Regions from separate parts of the Mus musculus genome. Here all the other regions are linked to region 2. A link is a contact called in public HiChIP or PLAC-seq and promoter capture Hi-C data. All regions are on one chromosome and are shown on one strand. The core of a region is the stretch at or near the end of the contact, and the rest is flanking DNA. Distances in the headings are between cores, read along the strand shown. Region 1 holds the start of Lrba (LPS-responsive beige-like anchor). Region 2 overlaps Lrba (LPS-responsive beige-like anchor). Region 3 has its middle 5.7 kb from the start of Gm23025.

Region 1 (4,768 bases), core at 1,874-4,373, 530 kb after region 2:
AACTAAAAAAATGTGTTTACATTAAAGTTGTTTTTTTTAAAGCAATGTTGTAAAAAGTTTTTTTTTTTAAGTTAGATAAAAAGGAATAAAATCCATTGGTGGAGGGTTAGCCATGAATATTTATCAAGACCAATGACTGCTGTGTCCTTGAGGCAAGCACTGCCTAAGGTACAAATACCTGCTTAGAGACAAAAAAACAACCACACACCAATTCATGTGACTGATAAAGTCCTGAAAAAACTAATCCTAAAAACCAAACTGGAGCAAGTGTATATTTAACTCTTCACTATCTTGGTCTCCGAGTTTTTGAAATGGCACCTATGTATTAGGTTATGTAGAGAAGAGTTAAATAAGAAGGCCACTTGGTCCACTACCGGGCACAGAATCAAGGTTCTTCTTTGGAACAGAATTACAGCTCACACTATGTCCACTAAGAAATATTAGATGCAGCAATGGTAACAAATGAGATGAACTAGCTGGACCACCAACGCCCTATATTTTAATCATGAAAGGTACTCTAAATGATGACTGAGGAAAGGACTGCCAGGGGCCCCTCTCAGCCACTCTGCCCATGCTGCTCAAAAGGGTGGATACTGCTGAAAAGGGCATACAAAGGACAGACCTTACCTCTTTGTACACTGTAAGCATGCAAGTATGACGAACCTAACCTTAAAGTCCATATCAGGACCACCCTTCAGCAAACTATTAATAAAAAATTTAGACTTTCTTTAATGATAAAAATCCAAGTGATTCCTGTTGGTCATCCACCCCATCAAACCACACTATAAAGAAGAGGAGTCTGTACCTTCCTGCCAAAGCGTGCTGTATGTCCACACAGAAACAACTAAGGATGGATGATATCACTACAAGATTTCTGTACATCCAAACTACATTAGGTTCAGAAAGAGAAACCAAGATTACATTTTAAAAAATTAGTTTTTTGTGGAAAAGGAATAGATGAATTTGCGTTTCATCTGGAAGCTCACTGTTGAAAGTTCAAACACAAGATCCCCAAAGTAGTAAAGTTGGATGATGGATACCCAGAGATCACTACACTATTCTAATATATATAATATGCATATATTATATATATGTTTCAATAATAGTTTCAAAAATGTGTATATATGTATGTATCTTTCAGTATATCAAAAATCATAATACAATAATAAAGAAATAAAATATAGCTTAAAGTTTTACGCTTCAAAAGTAAGTGCCTATACCTATATCACCTATACCTATTTTGTCATTCTATAATCTGTATTGCAAATAACCGGACTAACAGTAAAAGCCTAATGAAGGAAATAATTAACTGCCGGGAATAAAACAGTCTAACCTCAAAAATATAGAGGTAAAAAGAATGGCTACTAAACAGTTATTACAACTACTGCACATTTATATCTGGCACCTTGTATTATCTTCTAACACTGGTTGAATGAGAGAAAATTATTTTAAAACCAAACTCGGTTTCAACTCTTTTAAGTTTATAAGCAACAGAAAACTAAAGTCTAAAGGCTCCACTAAAACTAATTTCTAAAAATGGAATGGAAAAAGAAAAAAAGAAAGTATCTCATATCCACTTAAAATAAGCCATTGCCCACCATAGTATAATCAACAACTTCCAATGACCAAGTTTGTTTCAATGATAAACACAAATTTACAAAAGTATCAAGCTCACACTGTGGCTGCCTCAGGCCTTTTTCAAATTGACATTCAATTATCACAAGATAACCCTAAACCCACTGCAAAATTCAACCTTGGTTAGTTATTTCTAAAACTAAAAGTAGCCAGAATTTTAAAAATACTAATTTACAAGTTAGCCTATATCAGCACTATGAACATGAATTCTGTATTTAAAACTAACTATAGCAAAACATAACTTAGGCAAAAACTTACATTAGCTCCCAAGTCCAAAAAAAAAAAAGTCATTTATTCAAAATATTAAAGAGAAAAATCGCAGGCTTAAACATACACTCCAAGAGGAAAAAAAAGTTACATCCAAATTCTCCATTGAACACCTGACTACACACACACATGCACACACATACACACACAAATATACTTCCACATCAACACTTGCTTAATTAGCACAAAGGTGATCTGTTCATGTTCATTGAAAACCTGAAGCATCAAATTTTGCATAATTCTCTTTAAACTGAAATACAAGTAATTGCTCCATTTAGGTCAAGTAGAATTTTGTGTCTATCCGTGGAAAAAGCCATTAGATTGAGTGAAGCACATGACCCCAACTTCGTCTTGCTCCCCAACTCACCGAGAAAAGTATATGCTTATAAAATATTGATCTACTTACCAGGTTAAAGACAGTTTCTACAATATCCCTATTGGACACTTCTCCAACTTCAACCAACCCCGTCAGCACGGCGAATTTCATTCTGATGCCCCTGATGGGGAGCCCCGGCTTCAGAGACAGCGCACCCCCTTCCGTAGGGGTTTCTTCTTTCCCTCCACCTCCCCCGTCATCACCTGTTGGTGGCCGGGAAGGGGCACGATTGTCTTCACTAGCCATGACTAGTTCACGAGAAAGGACAAGTCAGAGTCACCCTGGGCCAGCAGTCGCTGCACGGAGAAGAGGCACCAACACACACGCAAACGCTAAACCAAAAAGGGTCTCTGTTCCAACTTGCGGAGAAACCCAAAAAAGCAGGAAAGTCCTTGGTCGTCGCCCTCCTCCTCTTGGAGACTATTTGTCCAATCTCTCTCCCGGAGGCTGACAACAACGCCAAAGCCTATTGGAAGATTAAACATCTGTTAAATAGGGTAGGTCTGTCGTGGGATTTTTTAGGGAGGAGAGGGAAATAGTTACTGTCTGTCAAATAAGTTACTAAGGGCACCCCAAGGGCCAGCCGGCCGGCCGCTCCTCCCGGGCTCCATCGCCCGCTCCGCCGAAGGCGGGTCCTCCAGGCCGGCGAGCAGGCTCACTCCTCCCCCCCCCCCCCCAGCCCGCGCAGGTGGTGGGCGCGGGCAGGTGCACCGCGGGGGACTGTCGCCGGCAGAGGACGGGGGGCCCCTGCGACCACTGAGGTCCAAAGTTCCTCCTCACCCGGAGACTCCGGCCTCGTCCTCACCCCCGCCGGGGCGCAGCGAGACGGAGGTGGCGGCGGAGATCCAGGGCAGGAAAAGGCGGGGGAAGGGGGCGGTGATTCTCCTCAGCGCTCGGCCCAGGGGGAGGAGTGGAGCACCTCGCCCGGGCACCTGAGCTCGGCTGAGGAGAGGAAGGGAGGTGTGTGCTGGGGCGGGAAGGCAGGCCCGACGCGCCTGCGGGGACGGGGACAGGGACCGGGACGGGACCGGGGAGAGAAAGGTCAAGGCACCTGGTCGCAGCCTTCAAGTTTCCCTAGTCCGCTCCCCGGGAGCCCGGCGGCTGCCTAGAACTCCGTGCTTCCCTAGGCCGCCCCACCCCTGCGCTCAGCCCTTGCAAACGCAGCTACTGCAGGCGGGGGCGACGCCGCGGCTCGTGCCGCCGCGGTGGCCGAGGATGCTACTGCCACAGAACGCCGGGCTACGGCGCGCGGGACTACCCCTATGCCTACTGAAGCTGCTCCTCGCCGCCATGACAGCGCCGAGGGCCGCCGGGCGCGGCGTGCGCGTGCGCGAGCGCGAGCGCGCGGGGTGGTGGGGCGGGCGAGCGAGCGAGCGGGCGGGCGCCCTAGCGGAGGCGGCTTAGTAGGGGACGTGCGGGCGGGCCCGGAGAATCGCGGGTGAGTGGCGGAGCAGAGCACGCGCGCTCGCTGGAGGTGCCACGCGGGCGGGAGCGCGCCTCGAGAGCGCGCTGCTCAGGTAGAGCCGCGAGCGGCGCGCTTTTCCCTCGCACTCTTCGCCCAGACTGTGCTTTGGCGACGAACGGGAGGCGGGTGCTGTGCAACAGCAGGTCTCTGAGCGCCGAGGGTACCCGCCCCACGTTGTCAAGGTGTCCTCGTGTTGGACTTGGAGAAGGACACCTGAGGGACTTAGGAGTCGTTGAGGTGGCGGCGCTGGAGCCTCTGGGGAGCAGTCTCCACCCCTGACTGAGCTCAGCTGCTGCCTGCCCGCCCGCGGCGCTAACTGGGAAAGATTTCCACTGGGATGCCCTGGCAGCTGCCGCTGCTCGGAGGGGAGGGACAGCGACTGGGAGGATTCCTTGCCTGGCAGCTGCCGCCCCAGCAAAGCTCTCCCACATTCTAAGGAGTAGAGGATTCATTCCTCAGACAGCTGCTCGGAGCTGTGGAGGCGGGATTCACCGGGGGGGTTGGGGGGGGGCTGGAAATGGGAAAGGGGGTTCCTCTCAATTTCCCAGTGTGGAAGTTAAGTTTGCCTCATTATAGATGCTTTTAAATATATATAAATGAGGATTTGAAGCCAGTACAAATTGTCATAGTCTAATGTTGTCATTCTCTTCACTGCCTCTGATGATGGCAAAGCATTGATCCTGGTGCATTAGTATAAAATAAAATGAACATAGAGGAGGTAGTTGTTCTATTAGTATTCTCTGGGATAAGACTTTAAAGTACTAAAATACTCCCAGGTTCCTAAAAATGACGGGATGAAGTAATCAAAGTACTCTGAAGGAATCCAAAGAAACGTAGATGAGTTTGAGAAATGAAATGGTTCACTTGAAAAGGTATTATTTGAAACATCCTTGAAAAATAGACCGTTTTAGCTGTCACATGGATACTTAAGAGAAGCAACATCAGAAAAGATTCTAGCAACGAAGTGTGTTTAGTTTATTGCACCTTTTTTAAATACTCAAAAGGAAGCTTCTTAAAAGAAATTA
Region 2 (4,641 bases), core at 698-3,197:
CCTGGTTAATGTTACAAAAACCATCCACAACCAAGTGGAAGACTATTTTCAGCCTTCTTATTGGAAAGCTGCATTCCACAGCAGATAACCATCGCAAGACAATAGAGCCAAAGGTGAAAAACGGCCTGTCTGCCTGCGGAGAGCAAGCCTTTGGCTGCATGATCTAGACAGGTTTCATAAAACATCCAAGTCATTTTTAAAGCTCCAAATTATACTATTTATAGGTTTTATCCAAGTTGAGTTACCCTGATTTTTATCCAACTAATACACATATTAACATTGTATAACATTAGGTTAAAATAGTTACACAGCTACCAACTCTCTATATAGCAACAATTATTAGATTTGAAGAAAATGGTATTTGGCTCTTGCTTATGATCCTTGCAAGTAAAATCACTAACTCTTCTTGTAATTTTAGAATTTAAAATAAAATTAAATTGCTGAACCTAGGAACTATAAAATGCAGAAAAAAGCAATAGGATGCTCTCCACCTCTTTTTTTGTTTCCTTTCATGTAATAAAAATATTGAGGTTAAAGTACTCCTGTGTATTTACCAGCCATCCTACAAGTGTGTGCATGCCAGCATGTGGCCGTTCTCAGGGGTCTTCCTGTCGCTTTGAGACATAGCGGAGGCAGGAGTCTGGACGCTCGCTCATCTGAGGCATCGGCTTCAGCCTTCAGTGGCTGCTCACAGCTTTCGCTGTGCCAGAGGATCAGAGAACTGAACCAGTTGAGACTGTCTGCTATTTGTTTTTAAAAGCTTAGATTGGCTTTTTAATCTTTTTCCCTAATGTGTATAAATTCTCAGAGTAAGAAAAAGTACCTGTTTGTCTTTCTTACAGACTCGTTCTTCAAAGGTAAAGTGAAATTGAATTGGAGCATCAGATATTATAAAAGGGCCAGAAAAGATGAGGTAATATAAGTTATTCAAAATACATTACAGTTTTCTGAAAATTGTATTAGATGTTCTGTGTTTCTGTTTTTTTCTCTTCTTCATTGTGTACATTTCTAGGTGTTACTGCCCACCATGTTTCAGACGAGAGAATGGTGGACATTGCATGCAACATTTTAATATGTAGCCAAGATGGAGTCTGTGAAGTGATTTATGTCTGCTGAACACCTTGTGCCTCTGATAACAGTTCCTACCATTGCTTTATTTTACAGACAAGAGAGAGGGAGAGAGAGAGAGAGAGGGAGAGAGAGAGAGAAGAGAGAGAGAGAGAAAGGGGGGGGGGAGGCACAGCAGAGCCAGGAACTTAGATTTCTCTTACAGTGAATCTCAGTGTTTGATCACTCCTTCTTGATTCACTATTTAAATGACATACATACAAAAACCATCTCTAGGGCAATTTGTAAGGTACTTAAATAAACAACATATTTAAATACATGCATATATCATTTAATGTGTAAGTAGATATAAAATACTCTGAAAATCTAAAGTTTTCTAATTTTAAAACATAATTAAATCTCTGAAATGCTATACAGTTCCATGCAGGAATAGCCAGTAGGGCTTTAGCTGTTTCTCAGAATACACAAGGCTGGAAACTGCGTATCATAGAGAAGGTAATCACGATGAGTGAAAAACAAAGACTCACATATCTGTCTTCGTGGGTACAAACTGCTATACATGCACAAAACGTTGTAAGGCAAGAAAAAGGCTTTCCTAAATTCTTTGAGAGACAAATAACAAACTGGTAGATTTATGTATTACCAAATTTAGGTTTGCCTGATATAATTACTCTTATATTTAGAAAAACAGGAAAAGAGAAACTGAAAGTAGTCACTCAATCTAGGAGGCCAGGACGGGAGAGGCATCAGAGGCCACCACAGCAATCAAAGGGTCATAGTATATATTTAGAAAATCCAAGCCCCCGAGTGTTCTATCCTTTTACGTTAATTGTAATTATATATAAAGCAGAGTTGTCTGTGTAAGTCAGAGATGTGCACAAAGCACACTTCCCCAAAGTACAAACACACACTACAGCTCACTCTGACCGCTGAGACTGGATTGCCCACAGTATCAGAACTTTAACTTTTTTCTATTCTATTCACATATAAGATTATCTTTGATTAAAGTCAGAAATAGGTCCATTAGATATTAACTGAATACAATGTTTGTGATCTAATGCAAAAATCTCTCAAGTGCATAAAAAGAAAAAAAATAGCTTTAAAAAAACTTTGCATTTTACGAAATAAATATTAGCATTTTTTGAACAAAGTGTTCACTGTCACACAAGTACTACCCATTTTTTTCACAACCCAGAGAAGTCAATCGAAAATGTGACAAGGTGAAATACATTTACACCCAGACAAGGTGCAGTATTCAGGTAATAACATGAGCTTTCCTTAGCCAAATACACTGCAAGCAGCTCTCAATTAAAACACGGTAAATATTTAAGAACAGTCACAGAGTCTACCTTATGAGATAGAAATCTATAGCTATTCTTACAGGAACTCTTCTCTGTTGTCATAATCATTTTAATTAAATTCTCATTTTTCAGGTGGTCCCTTTAATTGTTTTTCCTACTTCTTAATGTGTTTTTTAAAGCCATCTCTTGACTGCAGCTGTGTGCGGTTGATTTTAATGGTGGCTGTTTCCTTTTTTGCCTTCTGTGAATTACAATTTTAAATGGTTACACATTTTTTTGTTGTTGTTTTACTGCCTTCAGCAGTTTCTGAAGGAATTTAATGCTGTTGGTGAACATTTCCATTTCCCATCTGAAAAGCCAGGAGCCGATTTGAATCTTCCATATTGGCCTTTTATGACCTGTTTTATCTTTTAATATGTAAATGAAAGTATTATAAAGTTGTAGATTTCCGGAATTATAACTTTTAATTTTCTTTTTTAAAACATGAATTCAATCAACAAGAAAATATGTAATTTCTCTTTTATGTTACAGGTTATATTGTTCATGAGAACACCTCTACTTTAGCTGGTGACACTAGTGCAGCCAAGCATGGGTATAACATGAAAACAAGGGGTTCACATATGAACATGAATTATCAGTGAATTTAGAAATCAGCTACTTGGGTGATTCAGTTTCATTCTCACCATGATGGAAGAGCTTCTACCCAAGGTGCTAGTCTTCTATATGATGTAGAAAGCTCACTTTAAAAACAAGCTTGTACTTACCGCCAGGGTTATCTCCAATCCCGCTGCTCTTCCCATTCCAGTACCACAGAAGAAGAGTTGCGTCACGTGACCCCGAGAGGATGTAACAATTTCCCCCTATGTACGACTCAGAGCGAGCTAGGCAAGTGACAACATCCCAATGGCCAAACACCACTTGGATCAATTTTCCTGAAATATAAAACAATTTTTCTTTAAGGCACAATTAAAAGACAAGGCAAACTTCTATCAAATACATAACCCGCAAGACAATGCTGCCGTGACAATTCAGATCTTAGAACGTTCTGACCTGGCAGGGTTTTTTTGTTTGTTTTTAAATGCTACTTATAATAGTGAGAAAAATCAATTGAATAGTGATAAGATTTTAGAAAGGCATATGTTAAAACTATTTCAACAAATACTTGGGTATGAGGACACCATATCCTTATGAACAGCTACTATAAATTACTAAAGAATAATATTTTCTGGTTAAAGCAGCCCAGGAGAACACTTACACTGGAGCCATTTAACACTTTCTTGAGTTACTCTGTGACACAAACCCAAAGCCTGCTGACTTCCAGGGCTTGGCTCACTCGCAGTCTCGCCTGAGTTCATGATATATATGGAAGCTCTTTTGTTCTTAGGTCACCTTGAAGAGAGTTTCTACTTTTCCAAACCAGGACTCCATGGACTAACTTTTGATCAAAGTAACAGTTTATCATGGTTGCAATTCAAACCCTGCCACTCTTTCTTTGCTCTCATTCTCTGAATGATGAAACTTCCTTTGAGGTGATGATGAAATCAAGATTATAGTGGTTTAATGGGAGGACTGAGAACAGTGCATAAGAACCTAGGCAGTGTACACACAGACAGACAGGGCTTCAAACCCAGGAAGAGTGCACTTCACATAACAGTGTTAGAAACAAAAAACAAGTCCTTGGTGTGGCGATTCTGCCTGACTAACACTGTGATGTCATTTATAGACTCATCTAAAGAATTAGGTATTGCAGCCCCTCTATGTCACTCTAGTTAAATAGTTAACATTTTCCATTGAAAAGTCTAGAGTCTACAAATTACGGAACGCCTGCCCTCAATATTCAGCATGGCTTTAAAAGGAAGTGAGTCAGTAGGACAAAATTACAACTAAGATGTTAAGGAAACTGAAAAAATCATTTCAACCTGGAACATGCAAAACAATATCCAAAAGTCTAAGTTCTCAATTAAAGACTGGTATCTAAAGATACTATGTAGCTTTTCCCCTTTTCTCTCTCCCTCCCTCCCTCCCTCTCTCCCTCCCTCCCTCCCTTTGTCCCTCTCTCCTCCCCTTTCTCCCTCCCTCCCTTCTTCTTTTTTTTTTTTTTTTTTTTTTAATGTTTTTTTGTTTTTGTTTTCTGAGACAGGGTTTCTCTGTGTAGTCCTGGCTGTCCTGGAACTTGATCTATAGACCAGACTGGCCTTGAACTCAGTGCTGATATGCCATAACCACCCAGCTATTTTTCAAGGAAATAAACAAAAAAAAATTATTAAATTTA
Region 3 (4,619 bases), core at 1,472-3,971, 560 kb after region 2:
CAGGAAGAAACTTTAGGCTTTGGAACCATGTCAGGACTCTAAGAAGGCCTTTAAGCAGCAGAACCTGGTGAGAGGAAGTTAGGTCATTGGGGAAGTAAAAGGTAGATTGAAACACTGGCTATTTCCTCTCTCATTGCTTCTCAACTATGATGTGAGCATACACTTTCTGCCAGGCTCTTCCACCATTATGTTCTGTGTCACTCCAGGCCCAAGACAATGGAGTCACTCAGTGGTGGCCCGAAACCTCTGAAATAGTGATCCAACATAATACTTCCCTCTGGTAATTAGTTTATTTTATTACAGGTATTGATATTTTCAAGTTATAAGAAATATACTTCAAAGTATGATGGTACACAGCTGTAATTCCAGCACATGGCTGGAGGTGGAAGGTTAAGGCAAGTTCAAGGTCATTCTGAGCTATAGTAAAACTCTTTCTAAGGGGAACCACATATAAATAGACACACACATATACACACATCCTGGGTGTATACACACACAGTGGGAAGCATCACCAGTTGGCTTGAGCGAGAAGAGAAGGCTGTGATGAATAGAGAACAAGCCTGGTGAAATATTGCATTCCAACACCAATAAGGAAAAGTTAACATGAAACTCACAGGAGTACATCATCTAAAAACTCTAGAATATGATTAAGGAATAAGATTCAAAGACCCATGAGATAGATGAAGGATCTGAAATAAAACTAAAGGCACAAGAATCAAAGCAGAAAATTCCTCAAATCTAGAGGGAAAATAGGGATATCGAAATACAAGAGCCATTGAGACCTCTGAATAGATGTAAGCAAAGAAGAATCTATAATGTATTATACTCAAGATGTCAAAAATGCAAAGTAAAGAAATATAATAATAATAATAATAGTAATTATTATTATTATTAGGTTTTTTGAGACAGGGTTTCTCTGTATAGCCCTGGCTGCCCTGGAACTTACTTTGTAGACTAAGCTGGCCTCGAACTCAGAAATCTGCCTGCTTCTGCCTCCTGAGTGCTGATATTAAAGGCGTGTGCCATCTTGCCCGGCACAAAGAAACTTTATTAAAAGCTGTAAGGGAAAAAATACCAAGTCATCTACAAAGATAGAAATGTCAGAATAGCATCAGATATCTTGTCAGCATTTCTAAAAGTTAAGAAAGCTCAAATAATATATCTGAAGCCCTAAAAGTTATAACTACCAACCAAGATCCATATCTAATAAACCTACTACATTTTAAATTTTATAGGAAAATAATCACCTATCAATACAAGCACAAAGTAAGGGAACTCATTATCACTGATCCAGTGTTACAGAATAATCCATGGAGAAGAGTAATGTGTACAGAAGGAGGACTCTCAGTTGCAAAAGAACAAGAATAAATGTAGAGAGGAGTAGATGAGAGAGCTAGGAGCCATCATGTCTTCACAGTCAACCAGCAGATCCTTAATCCTAATGGGGAAGAAGATAAAGTCAAACAATAATCCAGCCTATGAGAAAAGCAACAACATTATAGGAATTAGTAAATACTTCTCAGTAACAACTTGCCAAAAAGAGACATAGACTGGCTGGCTAGATTTAAAACTTAGATCCTATTCTCTGTGGTCTCTAAAAAACATATCTCATGAGTTTAAAAAGAAAAAAAAAATCCAAAGACTTAAGAATTAAAGAATAAAAAACATGGGGCTGGAGAGATGGCTCAGTGGTTAAGAGCACTGTCTGCTCTTCCAAAGGTCCTGAGTTCAATTTCCAGCAACCACATGGTGGCTCATAACCATCTGTAGAGGGATCTGACACCCTCTTCTGGTGTGTCTGGAAACAGTTACAGTGTAAACATATAAATAAACTAAATCTTAAAAAAAAGAGAGATAATAAAAAACATTTTATCAAGCAAATAGAAACCAAAACCAAATCAATATATCTATACAGATGTCTGAGAAGAGACTTGAACCAAAAAAGAAGAGATAAAAACTACTACATCTTTTTTCTTTTTTTTTTTTTTTTTTTTTTTTGGTGTTTTGAGACACGGTTTCTCTGTGTAGCCCTGGCTGTCCTGGAACTCCCTCTGTAGATCAGGCTGGCCTTGAACTCAGAAATCTGCCTGCCTCTGCCTCCCAAGTGCTGGGATTACAGGCGTGTGCCACCACTGCCCAACCAAACATCTTAATAAAGGGAAAGTTCATCTAAGAAGGTATAGCAATTGTAAATATTTCCCTAATTACTATAGATGCAAAAATGCTCAATGAAATTTTTGTAAATCAAACTCCAGAATCCATTAAGCAGTACCCACTTGACCAACTAAGTTTCATTCCAGGGATGCAACTTTGGTTCAATATATGGAAATCAATAAGCATTTTTATAAATAGATTCAAGAGCAGGGGTCATATGAACATTGTAATCAATACAGAAAAGCCTTCAGTAACCCTTCAAGATAAAAATTCTCTAAGAAACTATGAAAAGAGTTGTTGCCTTCTAAGCTAAGCATGCCAAAAGCACGTCATGGTTTTGACCTCGGTCTTTGCAGCAGAAATGTTAGAAAGTGCTCAAACTCTGAAGATATATATTTTGAGTATGGGTTTGAAGTCTAAAATATGAAAGAAAGGGAGAAGTAGGGCTAATTTTAAAGTTTCGTGCTTAAGCAGCTAGAAGAATTCAGTTGCCGTCAGTCAGATGGGAAGGCCACATCCTGTTGTAAATATAAGTCTGTGGGTTTACAGATGGGCTTTATTTCTTCATAGTGTTTCCTTAGTTATCAAAGTACACTGTTTCCTTTGGTGCATAGCAGGGTTGTTCTAGGAGCCCCTGCAGACAGCAGGATGCTCACATCCTTTATTTAAAATGGCTAGTGTTACAGAGCCTGCATAATTTATTTAATCTCTAGATTACTTTAGCTAAACTGCTAGTGCCCAGTGTAACGTAAATGCTGTACCAAGAGCTGAATGTTCAACACAGATGCAATGTTTTAAATGTTTTCTACTTGAGGTTAGTTAAACGTGGGGTGTGGACATGGTAGGTCTCAGGTCAGGACCACGTTTCACACCGATAGATGATTGTTTTTAACTATAAGGGATCTTTGTGCGCAGTTTTTACATTCCCAGTAAAGTGCTGGTAAGTGAGAAAAGCTTCCTAACTGTTCCTTTTAAGCATTCCGAGTGCCACCGCTGGTGTAGTTTGTGATCCTTGCTCTTGCTGTGCGGCTGAGATCCGGCTGGCACATCGTGGGCGGTTCGGCACAGTGATCCGAGCCGCCCCTGGTGCCGCGGTACGCTAATTGTAGGAATTATCTCTTGCTCAGCTAGCTTCTGAACAGAGAATTTCTGCTGTGATTATCCTCTGTCCTAAACCTCTCACCACAGTGTAAACAAACTATGCTTTCTGCTCCACAGGGAATATTTCACTCTCCTGTTCTATTTCTACAAATAGTTTAAATGTAAGTCTCTATGTGCCTTTCTTCTCATTTTATCTTTTGTGAAATAAAACATTTTTTAATTAAAACAAACAAACAAACAAACAAACTTGCACCTGTAGACCAGGCTGGCTTTGAACTGACAGAGATGGGACTGTCTCTGCCTCCTGAGTGCTGAGATTAAAGGTTTGTGCCACCACTGCCCCATGAAAAGTAAAACTCCTGCTGGGTGTGGTGGTGCACTCCTTCAGAGTGAGTTCCAGGACAGCCAGGGCTATACAGAGAAACCCTATCTCGAAAGAAAAAAGAAAAAGAAAGAGAGAGAGAGAGAGAGAGAGAGAGAGAGAGAGAGAGAGAGAGAGAGAAAGAAAGAAAGAAAGAAAGAAAGAAAGAAAGAAAGAAAGAAAGAAAGAAAGAAAGAAAGAAAGAAAGAAAGAAGAAAACGCCTAGCTCTTCTGGGCTTTACTCTTATTTCAACCAGGGTTATTAGACAAGTGTTTTATTTTCTTTAACAGAAATGCAAAGTCTCTCTCTCTCTCTATCTCTATCTCTCTCTCTGTGTGTGTGTGTGTGTGTGTGTGTGTGTGTGTGTGTGTGTGCATTGTATAGGCATATTTTTGTGTGCATATGTACAGGTACACATGGAGCTCAATGGTCAGACCTAGGCATCTGAGTCTTGTAGATAAGCTGGCCTTGAACTCACAAAGATCTGCCTGCCACATTACCAATATTAAAGGTATTTCCCTCCATACCACCTTATTTTTTGAGACAAGGTCTTTCACTGAACCTTGAGCACACCAATTTAGTTTATCTGCCTAACAAGCAAACTATAGGAATGGATCCTATCTCCTCCTAACCAGTGCTGAAATTATAGGCATAACTGCTGCACCAGGCAGACATGGTGTTGGAGACAGAACTGAGTTCTACATCTTGATCCAAAGTAATCCAAGAAGAGGTTCCTCTCTGTGTTGGGCAGAGCTTGAGCATTGGACCTCAAAGACTACCCCCCATAGTGACACACTTCCTCCAACAAGGCTACACCCAATCTAACAGGAACACACCTCCTAATAATGTCACTCCCTGTGGGCCAAACATTCAAACACATGAGTCTGTGGGGACCTAACCTATTCAAACTACCACAACCAACAAACTATGTATATCCCCAGCCCTACTTTACATTCTTTTTAATCTTTTTTTTTCTAGCTGCATATGTACAGCAAAAGCTGT

What was found. Promoter capture Hi-C pulls out the DNA fragments that hold promoters and counts their contacts. HiChIP or PLAC-seq counts read pairs in DNA pulled down with a chosen protein or histone mark.
Region 1: a promoter capture Hi-C map of pre-B cells shows a contact between it and region 2, with 7 times the contacts expected there. The contact joins the promoter of Lrba here to the enhancer-like site in region 2. A contact is called at or near these places in 16 of 39 promoter capture datasets (the 3T3-L1 cell line, 3T3-L1-derived adipocytes, the C10 cell line and 11 more), 1 of 484 Hi-C or Micro-C datasets (granulocyte-monocyte progenitors), 11 of 115 datasets of contacts at active chromatin or transcription factors (embryonic forebrain, embryonic limb bud, embryonic midbrain and 6 more) and 3 of 9 other capture datasets (adipose tissue, liver and pancreatic islet).
Region 3: an H3K27ac HiChIP or PLAC-seq map of large pre-B cells shows a contact between it and region 2, with 4 times the contacts expected there. The contact joins two enhancer-like sites. A contact is called at or near these places in 2 of 115 datasets of contacts at active chromatin or transcription factors (acute myeloid leukemia and large pre-B cells) and 1 of 9 other capture datasets (embryonic stem cells).

The regions. Positions count from the first base shown.
Region 1 is chr3:86,223,045-86,227,812 of GRCm38.p6, reverse strand. It overlaps Lrba (LPS-responsive beige-like anchor), which reads right to left and starts at 3,123. Exons shown (of 57, transcript NM_030695.2): 1 at 3,059-3,123; 2 at 2,309-2,744. The coding sequence starts at 2,524.
Region 2 is chr3:86,756,042-86,760,682 of GRCm38.p6, reverse strand. Lrba (LPS-responsive beige-like anchor) reads right to left here. Exons shown (of 57, transcript NM_030695.2): 53 at 3,134-3,301. Among named protein-coding and RNA genes, the nearest start is that of Gm52625, 8.1 kb to the right of the region's middle. Within about 2 kb of position 1,947, at least 46 of the 459 cell types and tissues checked have an H3K27ac peak or open chromatin away from gene starts, as enhancers often do. A contact at or near this core is called in granulocyte-monocyte progenitors, hematopoietic stem and progenitor cells, memory CD8 T cells and 2 more, where this site is marked.
Region 3 is chr3:86,194,778-86,199,396 of GRCm38.p6, reverse strand. No RefSeq gene overlaps it. Among named protein-coding and RNA genes, the nearest start is that of Gm23025, 5.7 kb to the right of the region's middle. Within about 2 kb of position 2,721, at least 48 of the 459 cell types and tissues checked have an H3K27ac peak or open chromatin away from gene starts, as enhancers often do.